Regions from separate parts of the Gasterosteus aculeatus genome. Here region 1 is linked to region 2. The links are chromatin contacts, called in public Hi-C maps. All regions are on one chromosome and are shown on one strand. The core of a region is the stretch at or near the end of the contact, and the rest is flanking DNA. Distances in the headings are between cores, read along the strand shown.

Region 1 (3,699 bases), core at 1,121-3,620, 44 kb before region 2:
ACTGCTTTTTGAGTGTGTCTGCGTGCGCTGTGTGCTAAAGAAGGTACTTGAGTTCTCTGCATGCATTACTTAAAGCTGTTTATGTGTCTCCCTTACTCTATCTGATGAAACTGCAGCTATATTGTACTTAATCATATCGTACCTATAGTCATGGTGTCAATTTTATTATCCAATCTGACAATAACTAGTCAGACTGTTGAAACTTTTTACAGCTAAAAAAAAAATTGCATGTCATCGCATACAAGATAAAGCAATGTTTCCAATCTAATATGAGAAAAAAAAAAGAAATTACGTTAAGTGACACATGACTTGCTCAAAGTGAAATACTGTTTGCTGTCTGCCTCCCAACACCCGCAAACCTGCGGCAGAAAAACTGTTATTGCAAATCTGTCATCAAAAAATAGTTTTGATGTCAAGAATCCATCATGCTCCCACACAAGTCTATGTGGTGCAATTATAAATATGTTTACCGGGCTCCATTTACAGTGGCAGTGAGTTAATGGCAATTGTATATCATGTGCTCTACCTGGAGGTTGTCAATGCATAGCAATGGGCTGTGCTCACTGGTGGAGAAGCAGAGGACATCATAGCTGGTCTCAGCCGTGCAATTTGCCCTAATGGTGTAAATAAATGACTGGCCTTAGGTATGGGAAGCCATTTAGACACAGAGACACAAAGAGCACAGGTAAGAGACCTCAAAAGCAATCAAACAAATAATTGTTACATGGAGAGTATTTCGCTCCTTTTCCTTGTTTTCAGCTCAAGCATTTGATTGTAATGTTGTGGCCCAACAAAGTTTGGATTGGGATTTATTTTCATTTCCATTATCTGCCTCATGGTAACAAGGTAAATTATTTGGTCATTATAGTGGATGGGGAGGCACTGAGTCAATCGGTTTTCAAATGGAAACTGGATGGAGAAAATACAAATTGAATATGCAGAACGTGTCTTCGGGGAGGCTGAAGATAAATAGACGCCTGGTCAAATTCTGATCATGCAAAACAACTTGGATGGATGGAAGAATGGCACCCACCAGTTCAGCTGACAGTACAAACAGCAAAGGTTAAAGCTATATTGAGATCCTGTGAACCAAAATAGCTGGGGAGAATTTTCATTAAAAAGCAAGAGAAAGCTAACCGCTTTATATGGACCCTGGCTATAGTCATGGTTGAAATTTCCTCACAAAGCTCTCATCACAATGCTCCACTGACTTTGATAAATTCCATTCCACATAGCTTCAACCCAATGATGCCCTGGCACACTCGCCCGATGCACACACAAACACAGACAAGAGTGTAGTGCGCGCGCGTTCACATAAACGCACAAGAAGAGGGAGAGAAAAAGAAAGCTAGGCATGAATTCAGTGCCCTTAGGAGGCTGAAGAAGAATGAACCCAGCCTTCCTTGCTCACCATTTCATTGCCAGAGAAAACACACTTTCCACACTTTTCTTTTAACTATCAACCTGAGGGACCGATGCGGCGTTGTGCACGGTGCTGTCTTTCCTGTATTGTTGCTTTTTTATATCTGGTATGTATCTGAGAGGAGACATTATTGTGTGGAATCCATTCTTTCTTTGAAACCTTCCTGACGAGCTCGCGTGCCATAACTCACACAGCCACCCATGCTTCACAGCAAAGCCCAGGATCTTCCTGGGAAACAGGGAGAAGAATTCTGAATGCATGGTGAAATATTTTTCCTCTCAGCACTCATCTTTACCTTCAAAAGAAAACACATGCGACTTTTGAAAGTAAAGGAGATTGTTCACATGCACACACATACAAACGATGCTGCTGCAATGCACGATGTTTCTTATACAAAAACAATACAAAAGTAATCCGTCCCCTCCTCTGTTATAAATAAACTCTTTCCCATCAGCTACTAGTGCAAAGACACCGGCCTGCTAAATGAAATCTAGCCTGTTGAGAATAAAGCTATTTTTACCAGCATCGTGAGACTGAGAGTCAATCTGAGCTGGAGCTGCCTATAAAAAGGAGAGGCAATCTTGGTTTTGGATGGGTCTGAACGCTCAATCAGCGATACACTGCACACCAAAGGAAATAAGCCGCCTCAATCCTGACATTGATTTCTTTCTCTTCTCCTCTCAAACATTGTCTTTGTCATCCCAGGCAGTCACATAACTCCATATACACGCATTGAAATTGGTGTCTATTATTTTCTGCCGAGATAAAACGCGCGGTGCTCTCCGTGCGCTTAGCATTCGGTTCATGGTTTGCAGATTGCGATGCAAGCTCAGTATCAGCCTCAATGTGGTTATCAAAAGCTCTAATGACCTGGCACAGTTAGGAGCAACTACAACTTCAAGCCAATGCAATATTACATCAAACCACAAGAGGGGGAGGCACCACCTATTTTATTCCCAATAGCATAACATCAGAGTAGGATGACGGGCTTAATGCAAAATCCACAGCAAGAGTAGCTCTCATGCTGTGAAGTCCTATTTGTGCCAAGATTTGCTGCATGGATCAAACAGGGACTCACAGGACAAATTACATGCAGATTCACCAGAGAACAGGACACAAATCAACACAGGCCAGTCTCAGCCTGTTTTGATAACAGCTATAAAGCCCAGAGGCTGCCAGTGATGTGCTCCACTGACTGCAATCCATAACATAAATATGGAGAAATTTCACACGCTGGTCTACTATCTGCCCAAATCTGTATTTTGCAGCAGTAATTTAGATTTATATCAAAAGCTGAGAAATAAAAGGGACAAAGATGATATGCAATGTTATGTGTTGACCAGTAGGGGGAAATATATGCATATTAAGTGTCTGAGTCATTGCCAAAGAGCTTTTACTGCAGTGCCAGGAGCGTGTGTTCGCAAAGCAACTAAAACACTACCGTGTTGTGTCTGGTAAACATGACTCAGCTGTAGGTTTTTCTTTATTGGATCATTATGTTTTAAGTAGCATGACATTAATCTTAACATTTGACAAAATAATCCATTCTGGTAAGGTCTATAGCCGTCGTCCACATCACATCAACCGCCTCACTAGTATATTGAGTTTGTTCTGTTGCCATGGAAATGGAAATGTTAAAACTTTCCATGATGTAATCAGCTGTAAAAAAGTGAGCATCCCCGGTCTATAATCTCTACCTTTCCGTGTTTATGTGATGGGGGGGGAGGGGGTGTTTGTGTGTTTTTCCATGCTATGTTAATTTGCACAAGGAATAAACCGGCATGTTTTAATGTACAGTTAAACATGCCGTCCGTGTTAGTTCATTAAATATATGAGAAAAATTACTAATGTTGCATAAAACCGCTGCCGGATTGGTTTGTGATCCACGGCACCATGCTGTGATCCTGTTAAATGTGGTGGACTTGATACAAAAGAAGAAATCGTTTTTTCTTGCCTGCTCCTATCTGCTGTGATCAAATTGCTGCATTGTGTCCTTAGTCGCATTTAGGGGTGGATGACTGTCTAATAAAACAGAGACTGACACTTGTCTAGTTTAAACCTTCCCCCTGTGGAGTAAAGAAATCTATTATTGATTCTCCACGTTGAAAGATACGTTCTCAGAGGATTGTGTTTAGGTGGGCTGCAGGTCCATTTACTTGTGACTAGTTGCACTGATGGAGTACTTACTTCTGCCGAGAAAGGCGGCAAAGAGATGTAATCTTGAAACAAATTTTCATTTTTTTTAAAAATCTTATAAGCTGATGCTTGAGCAGCAA
Region 2 (3,602 bases), core at 432-2,931:
GTCAATAAGAGAGCAGAGAGCATACTGGACTAAATTCACTTAAATTACAATCAATCAATCTCCGCACGCTTTCCCTTAGCTATAACAAATACATGTCTAACTTCGACCATCCCCGGACCACCCACAGCCTTTACTTGAGCTCTGATAGAAAACAGACACCTCCCTTTACTTGTTTGAATGTACTTCTGTTGCCCCCCCTGGTTGAGAAGCACACTCACACATCCATTATGGCCTTCTGGTGGAACACCTTGAAAGCACTATAAATATATACTGTATGGCGCAGATAAATATTCCATCTAAAAATGGCTGACATGCAATTAGCTCTTGTGTGATTCTGTCTTTAAAGCAGAGCCACTTGGGTGAATTATGGTTGGCCAGAGCAGCTATATCCTTCAACCTAACCCTGAGGCGCACTCCTGTGACTGAGTTGCCAGCAGATTTAGAGCAGTGCTGTGATTTTTGTGCTTCAGCCATAATCCTTTTTGCCATTAATTAAATTAAGCTCTAATTCAATCACTGTTGTCCAGGAAATTACAGAAACTCATTCAATTACACCATCAACCAATCAGACCACAACACTCGACGCAAAGCTTAGACACATTATGACATCGCGGCCTATCCGACTTGTTTAAGAGGTCATCACCAGTTGTGGACCACCTGGTATCAAAACTATCAAAGGATAAGAGATTGAAAAAGTCACAATGTTTTAAACCAAATAAGTAATGGAGTACAGCGCTGTAAAGATGAAGCGTTTCCATGTTTTTCCAACACCTTCTCCCCCTCAACAACCTCTTTAGCTACAGTTTTGTAAGCCAGGATGAAGTGTCAGTTCTCCCTCACTTCATGCATAACTTCTTTTCAATTTCACATTCATCTCCATAGAAAGTTCAGGTATCTACGCCACTCAGTCAGCTGTCGGCTTGTATAAAGATAACTGGATACAGCATTCTGTGGAAGTTGCACAGTGGTGCTTGAAGCCAAAATAATATACAATTCAGATGGAAATACCTGTCTAGCAATCTTCCAGATGTGGAAGATTGCTAGACAAGATTGGCTATTGCCGCACTTATAAACTTTTAAAACCCAGTGATTTAAATAAGTGTCCGTACTGGTAACACTACCGTTTCTCGATGAAAGTACGAAAGTCTTTGGGAAAAGATATTTTTGGGCCAAATGGAATCACTTGACGGACCAGAAAACTGTAATTCGGTCGTGGACACGATGTAAAGTTAACTTCTAGGCGCAGGCCTCTTCGTGTTGCCTCTGGTGTGGTTGGAGCCTTTTACACTAGATCAGTTGTTAGAATAATGACGTGGGTGGGATGACATTGGCAGAAGTTAAAAGCCTGGTGCCCGGGGCCTGGGGGGGGGGTCACCAGGCTTTCCATTTGAAAATGGTACCAGGTTGGGTTTTTTTCCCCCTTATTCTGCAGAGATCTATATTTCTGCCAGCTGCTGTGTGCAATGACTGGCTCGTACTGCTCCGCCGCTGCCCCACTGCGCCCTCAAAGAAAGCCTTTAACACACCAGCATCAAAAGGCGAGGAGCTGAGTGCCGGCATGTGATGTCTATTCCTCCAAGTTAGCTGACGCAGATGTGACGTCACTCGCGCACTGAATGGCCGTCTTTATCAGGGATAGTCCGCTGCACAAGGCACATCAATGAAATCAATTGCTGCCAACGGCGGCGGGGCTAAAAGCCCTATCTGGAGGCGGACATGGTTCTTCCCTCGTGGGGAACCACAGGGAGTCTTTTCTCTTGCCTCGTAATGTCACGGCATTTCTTGGCGACTGTTCAGTTTAATGAGTGGATCTGGTTTCCTTTGCTCGTTTGGTCGCAGGTCTTATTCCCGTTACCGACATGATGTGACCGCGGCGTGTTTGGGTCACGATCGGTGTGCTCGAGTTGTGATATCATTAACGAAGACGTGTTTAGGGGTGTAGCTGCTGCACACTAGAAATGATCAAGCATGCATTGTTTCTATATTGCATTAAGCCTTCTTTTGTTATAAACGTACCGCAGAATTTGAAATCAAATGCAGCGCTGGGACTTTGAACCCAGGTTGAGCTCAGACGGACACACCTTCAGGTTGCCTCTCAGGCTCCTTTGCGATCGCAAGCTGTGGCTCTTTAATTGACTAATTACAAACAGTGTGGATCTAACTGTGACTAAACTCTGTGAAATCCTGAAAAACAAAGGCTCTTGTGCAATGAACTCAGTCAGACACAGCAGGGGTGCAAGCAATGGTAACTGGGCCCCTGCTGTCAGTTGCATGATCATATCTACCGCGCAATGAAGTGTGGAAGATCTCACTAATAGTTCTGCGGAGCAACAAACTCAACCGCATTTATTCGTGTCGAAAGGGAGCCAGACTTAAGGCCCCCTCGGAAGAGTAAGATAAAAAATGCATGTTAGTAAAAGCTCAGACAAAAGCGCAGGACATCACACTCATTAGTACCATTACAAACACGTGATATTAATATGGAAACGTCATTATTTTAAGTTAAGTTTAATGAGATTGACATTTACGGGTGGCAACATAGCCACATGAAACGTTTCCTACGGCATCTTTTTTTTGTGTATATTCTTTAGGCCCCAAAACTGATTGGTTAGGAAAAGACTGTGGTTTGTATAATAAGAAGTACGGATGTTTCGTGACAAAGAGGAAGTCCAATGTGTTTGGTCTTTGTTTCATATTCATACTTTGTCGTCTCCCGCTTTCTTGTTTCGATTCAGTTGATTTTCGTGGGTTATATACACATTATACTGCATTACTTCTCTGTTGGTGTATGAGAACAGATTGATCTGGTTATTCTTATTCAGCAGGCTGAAGATGAACCAACAAACTGCCAGCGCAGTCCAAATAATGTTTAAAGTGAAGGTCCCGTAGGACCGTGGGAGAGCGTCCGGGATGTCGGATGCGTTAGAACGCTGTGAGCTCGCTCTACAAGACCACAAGGCAAAAGCTGCAGCAGCACGTGGTCTTGCTCATCGGGCAGAGAATCTGGTGAATGCATTTTAAAACTTTGTTTAGAAATGAACTATCCAGCAAGGGCGTCACCTCACGTTGTCCTTTAAATAATATACCTCTGTTCTTTGAGCAATGAACTACAGTGAAGATGCACGGGAGCAGATTGTGGCTGCCTACTATGCATGAGGTATCCTGCACGGATAAAAACACAAGGCCGGTCATATTTATTGGAACGATAACGCTCTTTGTAGCAGGTGGTATTAAATCAAATCAGAGAGGAATCTTCGCTAGAGTAGCCGTCCTTGCAGCCATGAAGCCTCATGCTTAATGTAAACCGGTACGGCAGTAAATTTGTGATTTCTCAAGGATGATTAGCTTTACAAATGATAATTTGCTGTCGTTGCCAAAAAACTCCAACATAAAAGGCCGCAAGAGCAATGGAGCTTGTGTCCACTAAGTCATTTGTTCAAGGAAACAGCTCCACTTTCTGCATCCTGCTGGCGTGGTTTGTCTTTGAGATGCATAGGAAAAGGTGATGGCAATATTCTATGAAGTTTAGGGTTTCTTTTTTTGGCCCAGAGTTACTGTTTTTGATCCCAACATCAAGCACAGCGGCAACAGCAGGTAACTGA

What was found. A called contact is a pair of places that touch in the nucleus more often than the background predicts.
Region 1: a Hi-C map of skeletal muscle shows a contact between it and region 2, with 2.8 times the contacts expected there. The contact joins two enhancer-like sites. A contact is called at or near these places in 3 of 6 Hi-C or Micro-C datasets (skeletal muscle, tail fin and whole body).

The regions. Positions count from the first base shown.
Region 1 is chr4:13,743,137-13,746,835 of fGasAcu3.hap1.1, reverse strand. No RefSeq gene overlaps it. Among protein-coding and RNA genes, the nearest start is that of ctnna1, 14 kb to the left of the region's middle. Within about 2 kb of position 2,370, at least 2 of the 9 cell types and tissues checked have open chromatin away from gene starts, as enhancers often do.
Region 2 is chr4:13,698,065-13,701,666 of fGasAcu3.hap1.1, reverse strand. No RefSeq gene overlaps it. Among protein-coding and RNA genes, the nearest start is that of tspan17, 19 kb to the right of the region's middle. Within about 2 kb of position 1,681, at least 1 of the 9 cell types and tissues checked has open chromatin away from gene starts, as enhancers often do.